3 separate regions of the Mus musculus genome follow, and all the other regions are linked to region 2. A link is a contact called in public HiChIP or PLAC-seq and promoter capture Hi-C data. All regions are on one chromosome and are shown on one strand. Each heading gives the region's core, a stretch centred on a gene start, on an enhancer-like site or on the middle of the called end of the contact. The rest is flanking DNA. Distances are from core to core; before and after follow the strand shown.

What was found. Promoter capture Hi-C pulls out the DNA fragments that hold promoters and counts their contacts. HiChIP or PLAC-seq counts read pairs in DNA pulled down with a chosen protein or histone mark.
Region 1: a promoter capture Hi-C map of liver shows a contact between it and region 2, with 5 times the contacts expected there. The contact joins the promoter of Zfp963 here to the promoter of Rab8a in region 2. A contact is called at or near these places in 3 of 39 promoter capture datasets (hippocampal neurons, liver and pre-B cells).
Region 3: a contact with region 2 is called in an H3K27ac HiChIP or PLAC-seq map of thymic regulatory T cells, with 10 times the contacts expected there. The contact joins the promoter of Zfp869 here to the promoter of Rab8a in region 2. A contact is called at or near these places in 1 of 39 promoter capture datasets (pre-B cells), 1 of 484 Hi-C or Micro-C datasets (uterus) and 2 of 115 datasets of contacts at active chromatin or transcription factors (double positive thymocytes and thymic regulatory T cells).

Annotation. Positions count from the first base shown.
Region 1 is chr8:69,748,241-69,751,394 of GRCm38.p6, reverse strand. Zfp963 (zinc finger protein 963) reads left to right here and starts at 1,433. Exons shown (of 4, transcript NM_001200023.1): 1 at 1,433-1,563. The coding sequence starts at 1,561.
Region 2 is chr8:72,159,658-72,162,711 of GRCm38.p6, reverse strand. It overlaps Rab8a (RAB8A, member RAS oncogene family), which reads right to left and starts at 1,512. Exons shown (of 8, transcript NM_023126.2): 1 at 1,230-1,512. The coding sequence starts at 1,353.
Region 3 is chr8:69,714,990-69,718,173 of GRCm38.p6, reverse strand. It overlaps Zfp869 (zinc finger protein 869), which reads left to right and starts at 1,272. Exons shown (of 5, transcript NM_001039965.1): 1 at 1,272-1,406. It overlaps Gm51532 (a long non-coding RNA gene), which reads right to left and starts at 1,067. Exons shown (of 2, transcript XR_003947396.1): 1 at 421-1,067.

The sequences.
Region 1 (3,154 bases), core at 184-2,683, 2.4 Mb after region 2:
ATTTTCTATTCCCCAAAACCATGACAAAGGAAAACGGCTGCAAATGTGATTCAGTGGGGCCAGGCTCCATCCCAAGAAGGCAGCAGAATTTGGCCATGATGTCTGTGTGGTTCTGACTTTAGAGTCAAGTCTGTAACTATGGAGAGTGTATGGCAGTGTAGTCCCTGCATGGAAGGTACTGAGAAGCTATTGTGAGTCATTTTGGAATTCAAACCTGGATTTCAGTGGAGATCCTAGAGCCATGAGACATCCGCCAAGGAGAGAATTGTCTTGAGCCTTAGAAGATATTTGGACCTTTAAATAATGTTGAGACTGTGAAAGTCTATGGGGACTTTTGACGGAGAACCAAATGCATTTTGCATTATAGTATGGTCTATGGGGGCCAGGGAGTGGAAGGAGGTGGTTTGAATGAGAATGGCTTCCATAGGCCATGTTTCAGTGTTTGGTCCCCAGTGATGGAACTGTTTGGGAAGAATTGGGTGCAGCCTTGGTGGTGGAGGTGGTCTTCGAGGTTTTAAAAGACTTGTGCCATTCTCAGTGGATTAAGGTGTGAGTCCTCAGCCTGTGGCCAAGCCTTAACAATACCAGCATGGACTGTTACACACTGCACCTCTAAGCCTGGTTAAACTGTTTTATAAGTCACTTCAATCATGAAGTTTTATCATAGCAACAGAAATGTAACTATGTCAGGCAAGTGCCCTTAATCACTGAGCGATCTCTCCAGCTCCTGTTTTTTTTTTTATCAACTCTAATTTTGTCTGTTTGTTTGCATTGGGTATGTTTATTTGTGCAGGCTAGTTTTATGTCAATTTGACACAAGCTTGAGTCATCAGAGTGGGGAGCCTCAATTGAAAATGTCTCCATGAGCTTGGGCTGTAAGCAAGCCTGTGAGGTCATTTTTAAAAATTAGAGATTAATGGGGGGAAAGCCCATTGTGGCTGGGGCCATCCCTGGACTGGTGGTCCTGGGTTCTCTAAGCAGCCGTATTTGCAGACAGTTTGGAGTCACCCGATGTGGGTTCTGGAAATTGAACTTGGGTCCTCTGAAGAGCAGCATGTGCTCTCAACCTCTCAGTATCAACTGGAACCAGAGTGGTCTGACTGGCCTCCTAGGTCTGAGGCACAGGGGCCATTGTATTAGACACTGAGTTGGTAACTGGACTGCTTACGAGAACCATCTGGTACCCTGTTAGACTAGGAAGTGCTTGCCGAGTTCACTGAGACAGCAGGGCCCAGCTCTCCAAGAACAAGAACAAGTTCTGCGTCAATGTAAATTCTCCTGACCATATGCTGGAGTAAAAGGCAGGCAGTCCAGGGCAGAGACTGCCTGGTCATCACTTCAGCTCCTGCTGTCAATCAGCAGTCGCTGGGCGGACCTAGCCAATCAGGGCCTTCAAGCTTACACCACTCAATCAAGAGCGAGGTAGGGCAGTGGGAGGCGGATTTTCTCTGTCCGCCGTGTTGTAGACTGAACTCCGTGGCTCAGGGAGGCCCCGTGGGTGCGTGTGCTGCGCTGTGGCCGCCGCTGTGAGGGGAGCACGGGCAGCTCGGAAGCCGCGACATGGTGAGCGCAGGGCCGCTGTCCCAGGTGGAGAGGAGTGGCAGCTATCGGTAGCTCTTCGCTTGTGCGGCGTTAGGCCCGCTGCGGTTGGCGGCGACTAGGTCGCTGCGGCTGTGTCGCTCCGCCCTTCGGCCGCGTCTGCGCAGAGCTCAGGGCGCCGCAGGGGAGGCCCCGCCCTCCGTGTCGGTGACGTCACGGCCACGAAGTGGTTTTTGTGTTGTACCCTGAGGCTGTTTGCTGAACTCAAGGTCCTGCCGGTTCCCCTGAGTTGTCTTCACATATTGGTGGAGAGTCCACTTTGAAATACTTTTGTGGGAGTTGTAAACTCTTAAGTTTTTGCTTATTTATGCCTATGTTGGATAGTATTTGTGAAGACAATTACTCTCCTGAGTTTAATTTGCTCTTTTAAAAGAACATTGACTATTTTGTGAGGTTCTTTTTTTATACTGTTTTGTAGATAAATTAGTTTCCAAATATTCGTACACTATTATGATCATTAAATTTCTTTGTAAAGATAAAATCTTTTATTTGTGTACTATTTATTTAGAATTGTCTGGAACGTTGAGGGTTTTTTTTCCCCCTTTACATATAAACCTTAGAACGGCTTTCTGCTGTTACACAAGATGTTAGCATTCTTGTTGGGATTGTGTTTTGAATTTATAGTGTAAATTGAGGAAAGCAACATCTTGGTGTTGTCTTCTATTTACTAGGCCAGTGCATATTCTTATTTGATTTTTTTTTTCTTTTTTCTGGACACTGGATCTCTCTGTGTCAGTGGTTCTTTACCTTTCGGTTAAGACAATCAGAAAACACTAATTCCCAATGGCTTTAGGAACTGAGATACTGCTCAGTTACAACATTACAATTATAACATAGCAACAAAAATAATTTTTTGGTTGGGAGTCACCTCAACATGAGGAAATGTATCAAAGGGCCGCAGCGTTAGGAAGGTTTAGAGTGACTGCTCTATGTATTCCTGGCTGTATGGGAATTTGCCATGTAGCTCAGGCTGGCCTTGAGTTCACAGAGATCCCTCGTCTCTGACTCCCAAGTGCTGGAATTAAAGACCTGTGCCACCGTGCCTGGCTTGATTCATTTTTGAAAAAGAAATTTATCTTCATCCAAGGATCTTTGTGAAATTTAGTATATGCTTCTCTTTGTGTCTCCTTTGAGCTGTGGTGCTACATACTCGGGGAAATTGCTAACCATTCAGTTGCTCATTGCTATTATACTGGAAGATGGACTTCTTGTGTTAATCTTGTATTCAAGAAGATTTTTTTAAAAAAGATTTATTTATTATTATAAATAAGCACACTGTTGCTGTCTTCAGACTCACCAGAACACATCCCAGTGGTTGCTGGGATTTGAACTCAGGATCTTCAGAAGAGCAGTTAGTGGTCTTACCCGCTGAGCTATCTCCCCAGCCCCAAGAAGTTTTCTTATTATTTCCTTGAGTTTTTGTTGGTCTTGGAATTTCCTATTTGAAAAGACTTGTATTTTATGTGTTATACTTAACAATTTTATTTTGAGATTCTAATACAATTAAACATTTCTCCCTTCATTTTTCTCCCTCCAAACCTCCTTCCATAATCCT
Region 2 (3,054 bases), core at 263-2,762:
CAGGTCAGGGAGACAACAACTTAGTTGACATTACACAGAAATCATCCCCCAGTTTCCCTTTTCCTTCCAAGGCAGGGTCTCATGCAGCCCAGGCTGGCCTTGAACACTCTATGTAGCCAAGGATGACCCTGAGCACCCGATCTTCCTGCCTCCCTGTCCTTAGTGCTGTCATTACAGGTGTTCACTACCACATCTGGTTTCAGGGTGCTGGAGATGGCACCCAGGGTTCCAACAATGGAACCACATCCTGACTAGGGATAAACCAAGCCTAGTGACTATTCTCTTGTTTCAGGACCATACACCATCCAGGTCACTCTGTTTGGCAGGATTTACTTCCAGGTAACACTCAATGTGAGCCATGACTATTCATGGTAAGGAGCATGGTCAGCACCATTTTTGACGTCAGAACTGGGGCCATCACAAGCCAATTCTGTTCAACTGTGCCGTGAGGCAGCCCTGGGGAAAAGCTGTTCAGGTGGTGTTCTTGGCCCAGTGAAAGGAAGTCAGTCAAGGCTGCACGTAGCCATGGCTGGACTTAGTTTCTTACTGGAACTTTTTCTCTTGTATTCCCACCAGGATGACAGATACTGTCACCATTCCTCAGAGAGAAGGCAGGAGGACTTTGGGTTGGAGTCCTGACTTAGATGTGGATCAGTGGTGCTGGTCCTTTGAAGCTCTGGAACAGCTGAACCTTGAATTTTGGAGTCAGACACACCTGGGTTCAAATCTCATCCCTAATACCTGTAGACTGTGACCTTCAGTGCGTGCCGCACCCTCCCTCAGTTTCAAATTCCTCCTCCAGGGACAAAGCACCCATCACGAGTACACTACAGATTTGATACTGCACATGCCAAGCTTGCCACATAGGAAACTACGAGGTCAGGTGTCACCTCCATGCCTCAGTTTCCACTTTTGGAAGACGGGGGTCTCCCCGGAAGAACAGTGTAGAGGTCTGATGTAAAGACACAGAGAGTTGACAGGCGCCAGGACCCCAGGGCAGGCTCTTCCTCAGACTGCAGCCTGCATGTCCCTGTCTGCACCTTGGTCTCCGGCGCCCGCCAGGGTCCCGGCCTGGACTCCCTGGCGGGAGGTGGAGGCCGCTGCGGTTCTCTGTCCAGCCCCGTGACCCTCCCGGATCCTCGGCCCGAGTGGATCCTGAGTCGATCCCTCAGCCCAGCCCCATAGGGGCGCGTCCAGCCCTGGTCACCGGCCGCCCAAGGCCCCGCTACCTATGGTAGAGATGAATGTGGAGTTGAAGGCGTCCTCGGAGAAGCGGAACAGGACACAGGTCTTCCCTACCCCCGAGTCCCCGATCAGCAGCAGCTTGAACAGGTAATCGTAGGTCTTCGCCATATTACACTCTCTCCCCGACGGGAAGTACGGCCGGCGCCTCGCCACTGGTCGCTGGACCCGTCTATCATCTCAGATCCCGCCCCCTATTGGCCCCCTGCCCGCCGCGCATCATCCAGGCCTACGCCCGCCACCCGGAGCCCCGCCTGTCGCAGAGAGCCCAGGGGAAAAAGGCGAAAGCGGCGCAGAGCCGGAAGCAGCCGACTGCACAGCCCATTGGTTGACGCTTGGTATAGGGAGGTTTGTTATTGGCTAGTGCTGGAGAGTCGAGGGTGAGGGCGTCAAATGACCAGCGATGGGTGTGGTCACATCTTGACCCCGCCTTCCCGTGCGCGCCTTCTCCTCAGCCCTTCAGCGTCCAGGCCCTGCCCCCGACAGGAGGGACCCCAACAATTCCGCGCGCTGGTTGATGAGAGAGTGGGAGGGACGGGCTTGGTGAACAGGCGCAAGCGTACTGGGAAGACGGTTGGCTCTGGCAGAGAGCGCACGCGCGCAGAGAACGCCTCGTGTTTCCCGCCTTCTCTGCCTGCGCAGCAGCAGCCGTAGCCGCAGCCGGCGCTGAGGCGAAGCGCAGGAAGTACCTGTGGTAATGCTTCTGAGGAGGATTTTCGGCGGTGCAAAAGTGGCGCGGGTTAAGATGTGCTGCAGACTCGCTCCTCGGCCTTGGCGCCCACCATTGGACTTACTTAGGTGCTGTACAGGCAAGCCGGCCATTGCCGTGAGCGATCCCAGGGCTTCAGCGCCGGTAGGGCTATGTTATCATTTCCAAGTAATGGCAGCGTTTTTTGTTTTGTTTTGTTTTGTTTTCTTTTCTGTGCTTGCGGGTGCTATCTATACTTAAAAATAAGTCAAGGTCCTTCACCCCACACCAGCCCGGCTTGGTAGGTAATCTTTTCCTCGTTTTATGGTAAGTATACTGAAGACAGGTGAAGTGACTTTCCTAGGTTTCAGAGTAGCATTTTTTTTTCCCTTCTGTTTTTTAATATGTTGAGGTGTAGTCCCGGAGTAACGGGAGAACAGTGACAAAATAAAATAAAGCCACATTAAGATAAACATCTGAGGGCTGGAGAGATGGCTCAGCGGTTAAGACTACTCTTCCAGAGGCCTTGAGTTCAATACCCAGCAACCACATGGTGCCTCATAACCATCTGTAATGGAATCCAGTGCCCCCTTTTGGTGTGTCTGAAGACAACTACAGTGTACTCAAATCTTAAAAAGAAAAAAGGAGTGGGGGGGGGTGGATAGATGGCTCAGTGTTTAAGAGCACTTACTGATCTTCCAGAGGTCCTGAATTACATGGTGGCTCACAATCATCAGTAATGAGATCTGATGCCCTCTTCTGGGGTGTCTAAAGACAGCTACAGTGTACTTACATATAATAAATAAATTAAAAAAAAAAAGATCTGAGTTGCTGACTACATGGCTCAGCCAGTAAAGTAAGTCATTTGTTGCTAAATCTGAGGATTGTATTCAATTCCTGGGCATACTTACTGGAAAGAGATCCAACTCCTGCAAGTTGTCCTTTGGAACCTCCACCCCACCCCTAAGATATAAATCTGTGGGAAGCAGCATCAAGATTAACACTAAGGAGCTGGAGAGATGGCTCAGGGTTTAGATCACTGTTTGCTCTTCCAGAGGTCTGGAGTTTGATTCCCAGCAACCACATGGTGGCTTCATATACATTAAAACATAATAAAAATAAGA
Region 3 (3,184 bases), core at 23-2,522, 2.4 Mb after region 2:
TAGCAGAACTAGCTTCACTGATTTAGAAAAATAGAGGTGCACAATGCTCTGGCCACTTCTTGAACCTGTGTGTCTGCCAAAGTTCTGACCAGGTGTGTGCCCATTGCTGCACCTTCATTAGACTCTTTCCTTGTACCCCTCCCATACCCATTTCTTGAGAATAGACATTGTTTAGATCTGGAAATCCCCTAATCTCCCCCTTCTCCTTTCCCCCCTGAGGGCCTATAAAAACTGGGACCTCTTTCCCCTCGAGGACAACTCCTCTACCCCTGCGTGGGATATGAGTCGTCCCCAGAGCTCTGGCTTTCCCCGAATAAAGCCTCATGTGGTTTGCAACAAGCTCGGTCTGTCGTGAGTTCTTGGGTGTCCGCTATTGTCCTGAGGCCTGAGCGAGGGGCTCCTCTCGGAGTCTTTCAATACCTTCTGTTGACCTGGAGTAGTCTGTGATTGATACTGGAAGTTTTTCAGGAAGTATATCCCGAATTCCTGGTTCTTTGGCTTCCACCTCCTTTGTTGGGATTGCAGGAAAAGCAACACCACCTTGGTCTTGGAATGGGTTCGCTTCTCTGCTTAAAAAGAAAAGGTGCAACTTGTTATAATTGAGCAATCTTTGGCGTGACTTGCTGAAATTCCTGAAACCCGGAGGACATCAAGTCTTGTTTCGATGTGATAGGGGTTGGGTTGGGCCCTGGTCTAGTTGTGAGGCAAAGTGATCACTGCCTTGGGGAGTGTATGTAATAGACTGTGCACAAAAACAAGGCTTCCAAGAGGAAGAACCTTAAGTACCTACTGAGTGCAAGAAGACAAGCTGTGAAAGTTCTGGGATGCACAAGGAAGTCCTGCTTCAATCAGATCGTCTTGAAGCAGACTTGCATGAACTTGGGTGAAAGCCAGAGTTGGGAAGGTCTGTGTGGTCCACGTCTTTTAATTTCAGTTCATCCACTTATGGGAGCTGTCATTCAGATTTCACTAGCCAATCAGGGCCCTGAGGGCAGGACATTCATTCACAAGGACCAAGCGAAGCTGTTCCTGTCACTCAGGCCCTCGTAGGGCAGTGCTAGCCAATCAGAACCTTCAGGCCAGGCCACTCACTCAAGAGCGCCTAAAGGAACTGCTTCATCATTCAGGGCATGCTAGCCAATTAGAGCAATGGAATTGAGTCATCCACGCAGCTGCATCTAGGGAACTCCTGTCAATCAGACTTGTGGTGCAGCTCTAGCCAATCAAAGCTTCGGGGCAAGATGTCCAATCAAGAACACCAGACGAGACGAGAGGTGGGTCCTATCCGCCGCCATGCTGCAGATTCTGTTCTTAAGCAGGCATCGCGTGGTCCCGTGAGCTGCGGTGTGATCGCCGCTGCCGGGAGCTGTAGGGGGAGCGCAGGCGAGCTCAGCAACCGCGCCATGGTGAGCGCGGGGCCGCTGTCCCCGGATGGGGAGGAGCGGTCGGCTGAGCCGCGTGAGCCGGGGTGATAGGTCCTTCCCGGGGTTGGGGGAGCGGTGGGACCGGCCGGCCGAGCGGACACCCTGTGCGTTCCACTGGGCGACGTGGGCCCCGTCACTGGCCAGTGCTTGTCTCGGAGGACTCTAATCACTTCCGCTTTTCCAGCCATGTCTGCGCAGAGCGCGGGGAGCGGAAGACTCCTCCTAATCAGGGGGTAGCTTCCGGGTTGGTGACGTCACCGCCCAGTGCTGGCGCCCTGTTTGTGCTTTTGGTGTCGCACTTATGACTGCTGTGTTCTCTGCGCTGTGGTCTAGACGTTGTGGGCTTCGTAGGTCTAGCATCAAGTGTGAGTTAATTTTGTGAAATTCTCCGAGTCTTTGTCCAAGAGTTTCTTTCGGATGGTGTCCCAGAAACAGTTCTAGAAAAGATTGTACTACTTTATCAAAGGTCAGCTTGTCTCCTAATTTAAAAAAAAATTTTTTTTTGTGGATCTGTTTATTCTTCCTAAACAGTGTGTTGTCTTGTGTATTTGATTGGAAATGTTACGAGTGTGTTGTGGGTTCGTCTACATTGTGCTAACCATTTTGTGTGTTTTTTTAAAAGTATTTTACATATAAAATTCAGCAATGTCTTTTATGTACCTGATAAGAACTTTTTAGCATTTTGTGGGAATTATCTTAAATCTGTAATTGAACCTGGGAACTGACATTTTTCTGATTGTGTCTTCTGGTCATGAGGATGTTATATCAGAAACAGACAAATATGTTTGTGTATTTCCACAATTTCATAATTTACTGAATAGAAAGTAAAAAGGTGTCACGCCTCTGGTGGTAATCTGGCCAAGGCTATTTTTCCAAGATATTTTATATTTCCAAGATATTCTATCCAAGGTTCAATTTTTCCAAATCCTAATTATTAATATTTTTTCATATCACACGGTAAATATATAATTATATCCACATATGCTGTTTACACAACCAGCATAAGTTAAAGAGGCTGCAGCAGAGTTCAGAGGGTCCCAGAAGTTGGCGAAGAGAAATGCAAGCAGTGTTTCAGTTGATGAGAGAAGTTAGAACACACGACTAGTGAGCCACAGGGGGAGAGCTTTGAATGAAGCCCGAGGATGTCAGGTTTGAAAGTGGCTGTAGTGGTCTATATGATATGAAAGGCAGACTGACTGGTCCTGGTGAACTGACAGGGACTCAGTTGAATTGAAGCTGCGTCCCTGACTAGATCCTTGGCTCACACAGGTATCAGATGATAGGCTGGTTTCAGGCCGTGCCATCCTAGTGCTTGGTGTCCATCCCTTTCTGAGGCCAGGGGAGGGAGATGCATCCTTTTGTATCCTATGTATGGTGTTTCGTTTGCACCGCTTGTATGCCTAGTGCCTGCGGAAGCTAGCAGAGGACATCAGATCTCCTGTAGCTGTAGTTACATATGGGTGTAAGCTGTCATGTGTACTCTGGGAATTGGACCTCTGAAATAGCATCTGTGTTCTTTTTTTTATGATTTATTTATTTTTTTATTTTATGTATATAGTACACTGTCTTTAAACACACCAGTAGAGGTGTATCAGATCCCATTATAGATGACTGTGAGCCACCATGTAGTTGTTGGGATTTGAACTCAGGACCTCTGGAAGAGCAGTCAGTGCTCTTAACCGCTGAGCCATCTCTCCAGACCAGCATCTGTGTTCTTAACCATTGAACCATACCACCTCTTTAGCCTGACTTTTCTTTAA